Linked DNA regions of Mus musculus: region 2 is linked to region 1. A link is a contact called in public Hi-C data. All regions are on one chromosome and are shown on one strand. The core of a region is the stretch at or near the end of the contact, and the rest is flanking DNA. Distances in the headings are between cores, read along the strand shown.

Evidence for each region. A called contact is a pair of places that touch in the nucleus more often than the background predicts.
Region 2: a contact with region 1 is called in a Hi-C map of embryonic stem cells, with 4 times the contacts expected there. The contact joins two enhancer-like sites. A contact is called at or near these places in 1 of 15 datasets of contacts at CTCF or cohesin (embryonic stem cells), 25 of 484 Hi-C or Micro-C datasets (the G1E-ER4 cell line, the P5424 cell line, brown adipocytes and 5 more), 3 of 115 datasets of contacts at active chromatin or transcription factors (all in embryonic stem cells) and 1 of 9 other capture datasets (embryonic stem cells).

The regions. Positions count from the first base shown.
Region 1 is chr8:121,838,625-121,843,670 of GRCm38.p6, forward strand. Gm42048 reads left to right here. Exons shown (of 4, transcript XM_030243893.1): 2 at 27-2,780; 3 at 4,408-4,559. Among named protein-coding and RNA genes, the nearest start is that of Gm42048, 7.2 kb to the left of the region's middle. Within about 2 kb of position 2,802, at least 57 of the 459 cell types and tissues checked have an H3K27ac peak or open chromatin away from gene starts, as enhancers often do. A contact at or near this core is called in the G1E-ER4 cell line, embryonic stem cells, stem cell-derived motor neurons and 1 more, where this site is marked.
Region 2 is chr8:122,053,774-122,058,412 of GRCm38.p6, forward strand. It overlaps a transcript of Zfp469 not described here. Among named protein-coding and RNA genes, the nearest start is that of Gm34413, 39 kb to the right of the region's middle. Within about 2 kb of position 2,413, at least 43 of the 459 cell types and tissues checked have an H3K27ac peak or open chromatin away from gene starts, as enhancers often do. A contact at or near this core is called in the G1E-ER4 cell line, embryonic stem cells, stem cell-derived motor neurons and 1 more, where this site is marked.

The sequences.
Region 1 (5,046 bases), core at 1,552-4,051:
AAACCTATGTTGCTGGTGACACACAGGTGCCGCATCAGTTTGAAGTAGGAGACGCAGTCCTGGTGAGGAGACACCGAGCGGGAAACCTAGAACCGAGGTGGAAGGGACCCTACTTGGTGCTACTGACAACGCCCACCGCGGTCAAAGTGGAAGGAATCCCCACTTGGGTCCACGCATCCCACGTTAAGAGAGCACCCCCTGGAGTCAGCCATGATGAGTGGACTTTAGAGAAGACTACTAATCCTTTTAAGTTGCGCCTGCTTCGTAGGAGCGATCCCAAAAGACTTCAACCCCCACAGTCCTGTTCAACAAACGTGGGAGGTACTCAATGAGGGGGGTAGGGCTGTATGGACAATCGCTGAGGTACACCCTCTGTGGACTTGGTGGCCTAATCTTTTCCCTGACATCTGTAAGTTGGCTATAGGAGCCCCTCCTGGATGGGACTTGGAGGGGTACTCTGACATTCAGAGGGCACCTTTAACACCCCCTCCGTACGTAGAAAAACATTCGAGAGACCCATGGGGTGGTTGCTCTAACCAAAGGGATAGAAGTATGCTTCGAACCCATCCCTTCTATGTCTGCCCCGGGCCCCACCGAAGTCAGTCCCTCAATCCAACGTGTGGAGGTAAGGCTGACTTCTTTTGTAAGAGCTGGGGTTGCGAGACTTCAGGTACAGCCCGCTGGAAGCCCTCCTCGAGCTGGGACTATATTAGAGTAACAGCCAACTATTCCCTAGCGTCTTATGTACCTGGAGGATTTGACCTAGACGAGTGTACTGACTGGTGCCATCCGCTCCGTGTCACCTTCACTGAACCAGGAAAGAGAGCTCTGGGATGGACAAAAGGGTATACCTGGGGTCTTAGGATTTACAAGGAAAGATATGATGAGAGATTATTGTTCACTATCAGATTAAAAATAAAGACCCCCTACAATCCTTTAGGCCCCCCAACCAAGTTCACACCCCTCACCCATACAATTACTCAGCCTACTCCAGTGATTGCGGACCCCCTTAATATGGCCGCTATCACCCAACCTCCCACTCCTCAGGTACCTCTAACTATTACCCCCGAGATTCCTTCAAGACAGAGGATGTTTAACCTAGTGAGAGGAGCCTTTTATGCCCTTAACAGAACTGATCCAAGCGCTACTGAGGACTGCTGGCTATGCCTGTCCTCGGGTCCGGTCCGCCTTATTATAAAGGAATCGCCTTCAATGGAGATTTCAACAGAACCAGCAGCCATACTTCCTGCTCTTGGGGTACAGGACAAAAACTGACCCTGACTGAAGTATCCGCGAGGAATCCAGGTCTCTGTATAGGTACCCCACCTTCCACTCACAAACACCTATGCGGACAAATTCAGTCCGTGTCCAGAACAGAAGCTGATTACTATCTTGTACCTTCCCCGGTTGGATGGTGGGCTTGCAATACAGGACTTACTCCCTGTGTATCAACTAAGGTTTTTAATTCATCTCATGATTTTTGTGTCATGATCCAGCTGTTACCCCGTGTATATTATCACCCTGCATCCAGTTTAGAAGAAAGCTATGCGGGCCGGCGGTCAAAAAGAGAACCAATTACTTTAACCCTGGCTGCATTCATGGGAATAGGTATGGCAGTAAGAGTGGGGACGGGAGTGTCAGCTTTGATAGAAGGAAGACAGGGAATTCAGTCTTTGAGGGATGCTGTCAATGAAGACCTAGCGACAATAGAGAAGTCCATAGACGCTTTAAAAAAATCTTTGACCTCCCTGTCTGAGGTAGTTTTACAGAACAGGAGAGGTCTTGATTTGTTGTTCCTAAAGGAAGGAAGACTGTGTGCTGCCCTTAAAGAAGAGTGCTGCTTCTATGCAGATCATACAGGAATAGTTAGAGACTCTATGCAGAAACTGAGAGAAAGATTAGAGCGAAGGAAACGGGAACGGGATGCTCAACGGGGGTGGTTTGAGTCGTGGTTTGAATCACGACCATCTTGGATAACTTCTTTAATTTCCGCTGTAGCCGGACCAATCCTTATGATATGCTTAGCTTTAGTTTTCGGCCCTTGTATAATAAATAGAGGAATGGCTTTCATCCAGAGTAAAATTGATACAGTAAAACTCATGGTTCTTCAAAGGCAATATCAACCTATAGTTCAGGTAGATGAAGAGTTAAGGGACACCGACCTCTAAAATTCTATGATTAGAATTAGTCTAAACAGAAAAAGAGGGGAATGAAAGGAAATAAAACTGTAATTCATGTAATGTATGTTAAATAGCCCAAAGAGTTGTTTCTGAGCTTTGAAACCTGGGGCTGAGAACATAGCAGAACAGACCAGGACATGCCCGGGCAAGCCCATCGCCTCCCTAGCTCCCACCCCTCTGACCTAAGTTAAATGTTACAGGCTGCTGATGTTTAAATGGACCAATCATGTGAAACCGCGCCAATTCCTCCCCCAGCCCCACTCCTTTTCTATAAAACCCCCTAGCTTCCAAGCCTCGTGGTCGAATCCACTGTCTCCTGTTGTGTGAGATACGTTTCGACCCGGAGCTCCGCCATTAAAAAACCTCTTGTTGTTACATCAAGGTGTTGTGTTCTATTCGTGATTCTTGGGTGCACGCCGAATCGGGAGCTGAGTGGGGGTTTCCCCACTGAGTTCTTTCAATTGGAAGGCTGAGTCGCTTCATTTAACTGGAAGTTCTACAGCGTGAGGCATCATTTTAGGCCACAGGAGGCACACCAGAGAGCAGGCTTTCTTCTATCCAGACAGATAAACATATGAAGACATCGGCCAAAGGAACCAAGTAAGAAAGGGGGTGGGTAGGGATAGGCAGATGGTTCAGGAGTTAAGAGCTGACTCACTGGGTCAGTCAGCTAGCACTGACATTGTGAGCCACGACCATCTGTAACTTCTGTACGGGGATCTAGCGCCCTCTCCTGGCTTCCTCGGGCACTGCACCTGCAGCCGTGGTGCATAGACCTGCACACAGGCAAAGCACTCATACTCATAAAACAAGAATAAATCTTTTAAAGAACAAGAGGAGAAGGAGGAGGAGGAGAAGGTGGCGGCGACAGCTGGATGATGGTGGTTCATGTCTTTAATTCCAGCACTCAAGAGGCAGAGGCAGATGGATCTCTGGGTTCAAGGTCAGCCTGGTTTACAGAGCAAGTTCCAGGACAGCCAGGGATACACAGAGAAACCCTGTGTAAAAGCAAAATAAAATAACAAGAAGAAAGGAAAGAAAGAAAGAGGAGTGAAATGCAGAAGCGAACCCATGTAGCAGATGTGATGTCTCACTTCCTAGTTGTTTAGGGAGGATATGAATCCAGCTGTGCATTGCAAAGAAAGCTGAATTCTTCCTCTTTAGAGCCTTATTTAGCGACCTACGATCTGGAGATCCCTGTGTTATCCCTGGGCCTAGCGCAAGCTAGGCAGGTGCTAGCCATGTGCTCTTCCACTCGCCTGCATCCCAGCATCGCCCATAGTCTTTTTGTTACTTATGTCTAGTTTCTGCTTTTGTAGCAGGAGAGCACACTGTTGTTTCTGGTCCTTTCCAATGTGTCAGTGAGTTAGAGTGTGTTCAGTGTGCCCCTGGGGTGGCTGATTCTGCCACTGTCTTCTGCAGGTGTCCTGTGTGGTTGAATAACTGGTCTATTGGAAACTCACTGTTTAGATTTTCTATGGCAATACTTCTCAACCTTCCTAATGCTGCAACCTTTTAATACAGTTCCTCATATTGTGGTGACCCCCAACCATACAATTATTTTCCATCCCTGTGAAAGGCTCATGTACTCCCCTAGGAATTGTGACCCACAAATTGAGAACCACTGCCCTATGTCCTTATATATTGTTGTTGAAATCTTCTACTTGTTTGAGTCAAATCCAGAGATGGGAAATAGTATAATTTCCCACCATAGGAAAGATGTATCCACTTATTCTCTGTAAACAACAAGCATGTGCTTGAAGTGTGCACGTGTGGCTAAACGGGGACAGACAGCTGCTGGGAGACAGAAGGGACACACGCTCGCCCTGGCCTCTGGGAGGGTACAGCAGCTCAGGCTGGAGAATGGAGGATAAGCAGAGAGTTCATGAGTCTGGGAGTTCCAAACTGGAAATCCATGTGCAGGTGAGTGCATGAGTGCATGTGTGCACATGTGAGCAAGTGAGTGCACATGTGTGCGAGCGAGTGCATGTGTGTGCAAGTTAGTGCAGATCTGAAGGAGGACAAAGGGGACACTAGTCCTGCAGAAGCTGGGATTACAGGCAGTTGTGAGCCACCTGGGAACAGAGCTCAGGTCTCTTCGTGGACATACAGTATCTCTTAACCTCAGACCCAATTGACCAATCAGGTAAGCCAGCTCTTTGGTTTTTTAAAAAGATTTGTTTGTTTGTTTATTTATTTATTTATTTATTTATTTAATGTACATGAGTACACTGCCGCTGTCTTCGGAGACACCAGAAGAGGGCATCAGATCCCATTACAGATGGTTGTGAGCCCACCGTGTGGTTGCTGGGACTTGAACTCAGGACCTCTGGAAGAGCAGCCAGTGCTCTTAACCGCTGAGCCATGTCTCCAGTGCCAGTAAGTCATCCTTTTTAAATAAACATTTTTCAAGCTTCTTGTTATAGAGTTGCATATGGTTACCTTCTAAATAAAAGAATAAGATGACAAATAAAAGTGTAGAATTAAATATGCAATGGCCTATATGTCTGTTACGAGGCCACCACAACAGCTGCAAAACCACCTCTACCCCCAGAAACTTCCCTGTACTCTTATCTAGCCTTCCCCTCTGTATCCCTGTCCCAGGGTGCTCACAGGCAGTGATTACTTATCATTCTCAGGATGTTAGAAATGCAGTCATAAAGTGGACACCTTTGATGAGGACCTTTAGGACTCTGGCTTCTTTCACCGAATCTGATTGTTTTGAGAGTTGCAGGTTTACCTGTGAGTGTTACTGTTTCAATTCCCCATTCTCATTTTCATTCTCTCTCATATTCTCTCTCTCTCTCTCTCTCTCTCTCTCTCTCTCTCTCTCTCTCTCAATCTCCCTCCCTCCCTCCCTCCCTCT
Region 2 (4,639 bases), core at 1,163-3,662, 210 kb after region 1:
TAGCTTGAGGCTTCTGGAGGAGCCTCTTAGTTCCCACGGTCAAGTCTCACTGCCCCATGACTGAGTGTGGACAGGCGGGCTGGAGGAAAGTGCTCAGTGGCCCTGGCTTATGGTGGGTACCAGAGTTTGCCTCCCCTGGGCTTCTGTGTGTTTACGGGGATGGAGGGCTCACCCTTCTGGAGGGGTGGACCTGGAATTTGATAAAATAGCCCCGTTTGAAGGTTGGGCTCAATCTCACGCAGGAGCCAGAGCTCTGCCCTCACAGGCGCCCAGGATGGTGGTCAGTAGGAGCAACATCGTCACCCTGTGCGGTGTCCTGATCGATTCTGGGGTGCCACGGTGAACCCCCAGGTGTGTTGGTGAAGACTGTGATGCTTCTGATAGTTTCCACCATTCTGGGCCTGCACAGGAGCCTGCACCATGGGAAGATGAAGCAGAACAGAGCAGAGATGCCCTGGGCAGCTCAGCCACCTCGGAAACCTGTTTGGTCACAGGGTGGAGGGTGTGAAGAGATGCTGCATGTGGATAAGCTGTGAAAGGGAAAGGTTCAGTGACCTTCTGAGATGTCCTGTGACCCTGGGTGAGACCCATAGTCGGACCCCACGGTACACATGGGCAGGAGTCAGAGCCTTGCTCGGAGACTTGCCATCGTGAGCACAGACTGCCAGAGCCCGGGATGCTCAAATCCAGGATCCGCTCACATGCTAGGTTAGGATGTTCTGAGGGCCCCGGGGAGCAATCATCGTTATCTCTGAGCCAGAACTCGATGGAGGGGGGATAAAGCTGCCCAGAGCTTTGGACAATCCGGGAGCCCTTGTCTCTTTTTAGCGCCCTGCTATGGGAATCCTTTGAGCAGCTGCTTGGTACCCACCTGCTCCTCTGTACCCATACAAAGCCAGCGCCCAGTGTTAGGCGTTCCTTCACAGTCTAATCCTTCTGAAATACCAGCCCCTCACCTGGGGCCTCTCTGGGTGTCAGCCCGTCCTTCTTCTGCCCCAAGGTGGTGTCTTTAAGATGGTCAGCTTTGAGCTTCTTAGTAAGGGCAACAGGCCGCACACAGCACCTGGGACAGCCTGTCTGCTGGCTTTTGCTTTCTCTCCCATCCCTGAACTTGGACTTCCTCCACCATAAAGCAGAGCAGCACTTCAATGACATGCAGATGTGGGGCTGATTTCCCTCTCTGGGTAGAGTGGGCTGATCTGGGCTCAGATTGCTGCTCTACGGTTTCCCAGCAGTGCGACCCCTGTATGAAAGGCGGGTTTTAGAAGATGATGTCCTGACATATACATACCAAAGGCATACATGCCAGCAATCTTAATGCATTCATTTATGAGGGAGATGGGAAGATGCTGCCAGCATCTCACAGATCCACTGAGCCAAGCAGGCAAATTCATGGGGAGTGTCGGGGGAATTTACAGATCAGTTCTGAAGAGGCAGCAATGGAGCAGGAGACCAGAGGCCACTCCCTTATACCCAGCAGGCCTTCACGGCTTCTGAGGCAGAGGCTAGGCAGTGAGTGGGCAGGCTGGAAGTACAGCCTCTTCCCACCTCAGTTTGCTGAGCTTCCATGGAGCCTTGACAAAGAAGAGAGCAAGTATGGCTGCTTCGCATAAGCTGAGGGGTCACGGAGCTGGCCGGGAGTCTGTTTCTCCACCCTCCCTCCCTCCCCTCCTTCCTGTTCCTTTAAGGGCAGATCCCAGGCTCAGAGGCCTCGCCCACTGCCATCCCTGGGGCATCCTCAGGAGCCCCTCCAGCCTAGCTTGCATCCATCATCATTAGCTGTCCCGATGAGCTTGACCTTGCTCTTCTGGAAGCATTCAGCCATTCTCCAGGTCACCAATTCCCTTTCCGGCCGGTTGCGTAAAAGCAGCCAGACATTGAGGTTTTCATTGGAATCCCTTGCTGCAGGTGTGGCCGTAGGCAACACCTGCTATGGGACTTCGGGTCTGTGGCTTGGGTGCATGTTCCAGAAGTGGGAGGGGACTGGGGCTCTGGTGCAGGAAGCTGTTCCTGCTGGATGGGGGTGGCCTGTGACACAGCTGGGGACAACCTCGAGTTTGCAGCTCGCAGTGGGCTTCCCGGCCCCTCGCTACTTGAGTTCTGTCTAAGGGAAGCGAAGGTGGCTGACTGGCAGGGAGGCTAGCCTCAGCTACTCAGCCTGCTCCTCCCGGTAAAACGAGGGAATTGTGGGTAGGTAGATGGGAGGTCTGAGTTTTGTTCTGACCGTGGCCAGCCAAGTTTGCAGAGTGAGGCTTTGTCTAATCCAGAGATCAGGCTCTTCTGGGAAGAATAGGGTGGGGGAAGCCAAACTCCATCAAGCAGCTAGGGAACCTCCCCCAAGACAGGACAGAGAGCACACGTGCCAGAGACACAAGTCTGTGAAAAGAGAGAAACCTTTGCCCTGGCTCATTTCTCAGAGGGCTCAGAATAGACTCAGGGCCACCCTGAGGTTGGGTGGGGTCTTTAAAGGGAGCCAGAGGCCCACCACCAGGCAGGAGCTGGCTCCCCCTGGTGTGGGCAGAAGGCTGGGTTCTACCTACTCCATACAGGACAAGCCACTCTGTGCTTTGCCCTCATTTGCATTTCCTAGAGTGACATCATCAGGTGTGAGAGGGTAGCCTTAGTGCAGGGGCTGGGAACTTACTTAAGGGTGGCTGGAGGAAGTGGCCATGGCATATCACCTAGCCACCTACTGATGATGGGGGGTGGGGAGGGAGAGGGCTCCCTGGACCTCCAGTGGCTGGGCTAGAACCCAGCATGGCAGCAGAGGGTATGAGAGAAGCCACTGCTGGACAAGGCTAAAGACCAGAAAACCCGAGTCATTGTACCCCTGGGTAGGGCCTGTTGAGTAAACAGAGATCTGCTATACGCATCAGCTCCCCACTGGGTGAAAGATGTTTGTGGGTGTCCCACGCTGATCCTGAAGGGGTGGATCAGGCCACCATAACTGGAAGGCCAACATGCTATACTGGATCGTCTGGCTTCCGCTTGGGGGCAGTGGGATCAGTCCCTGGGAGCTGGTAGTGTTGGTTCCAGGGCTTGAGAGGATGGGTTGGAGTGAGTGGGGACTCTGAGGGCAGTGGAGTCCCTACTATATCATGAGCTGAAAGCTGACGTTGGTCACAAGCCCTGGTCAGGCTTCAACATGAGATGTCATCAATTATGTAGATAGAACACGAACTCTGAAGGGGGTTCATTTGGCCCAGGGCCCGTGAGAGTTTGGCCCTAATGCTGGGCTCTTGGCTCCCATGTCTAAGCCCAGCCCTGGGCCTCCGGGAGAGTTGAGTAGGTGAAATGCCATACATACTTGTGTGCATCCATAATTGATTCCAATGGCCTAAGGATGATAAATCACTCGCTGCTTTCTCCGTAACCTCCTCATCCTGTCTTCCTAATCCCGAGTTGTCAAAGCAGCTGCCAGACCACATTGCACTGCTGTGATGTGTCCAGGATGGCCTCTGAGAGCAGGTTTATTCTTTACAATAGGGGTCCCATGTCAGTCTGTCTCTCTGTTCTCATGGCCATGGACAGAGCTGCGTCAGTGTATCCAGGGTAAGGACAGGGAGCAGGGGTAGGAGGAGTGAGGACCTCTCAGAAGAAAGACAGGACAAGCGAATCTCACTGCTCAGCTATGCCAGGCACAGGCCTTCCAGCCCACTCGCTCCTGTTTCCCAGTGTGGCACAACCAGGAAGCCTTCTATTCATTTGCCTATGAATGATGACAGACGGCAGCTTAAAACCCATAGGGCATCTAGGATCCCCCTACCTGTCACCTGATTCTTGGTTCTCCAACACTGGACATCCCTCAGATTGATGGATCTGCCCATCATCCTGGGTTGGGCGATCAAACCCAAGTGTAGCCTTAATACATTCCTTGTCTCCTGCATTCCTTCAAACTGCTCAGTAGAGATAGAGGTTGGATTAGATTCTGGTTCTACCTTTTAAAACAGTCTGTTGTGATCAGAAGATGGCACAGGTAGGTGGCTCCGTGCAGCCCAGACGTGTCTCACCGGGATGGCTCTGGCTTCTGAACTTCCTGTCTGATCAGTTTGAATCCTAATGCCGTGCTATATTTCTACCTGGGCTGGTTCGACCTTCCTTAGATAACCAAGTGGTCCCTGGTTCTCAGGAGGGTAGCATATTGATGCTTAACCTAGCATGGACACCCACACGGAAGTCCTTGACTCCATCAGTCGTCTGCCTCAGCCTCCTGAGTAGCTGGGTCTACATGAGTGAGCCCCCACACTCAGCTGGGGCTCCTGTGTACTGCTTGCTGGCCTGGGCAGTCACATGGGGTCAGGAGCTTTGTCATCAGGTGCTGATGTGATGAGGTCACCAGCAAGAAGGCAGATATGTGTAGTTCGTATAACAAGTTACACTGTATTATGGTGAAGATCATCACACAAGGTTCACGCTCTAACTCCGTAACTCCAGTTCTATGCCTGCCTCCCCAAGGCTGCTCACCTGTATCTCAGCTGAAAGTCGGGTCCAGTCTCTTAACAGAAATCTCTGATTGGAGGATCAGGATCCTGGGAGAGACTCTCCAGCCACAGGGCAGATCAAGGTGTCGTCTCTCCAGATGTGCAGAGCAGAGCATTGCATTGCTCTTGGTCTCTGCCTATATACTGAGCGGTGGGTG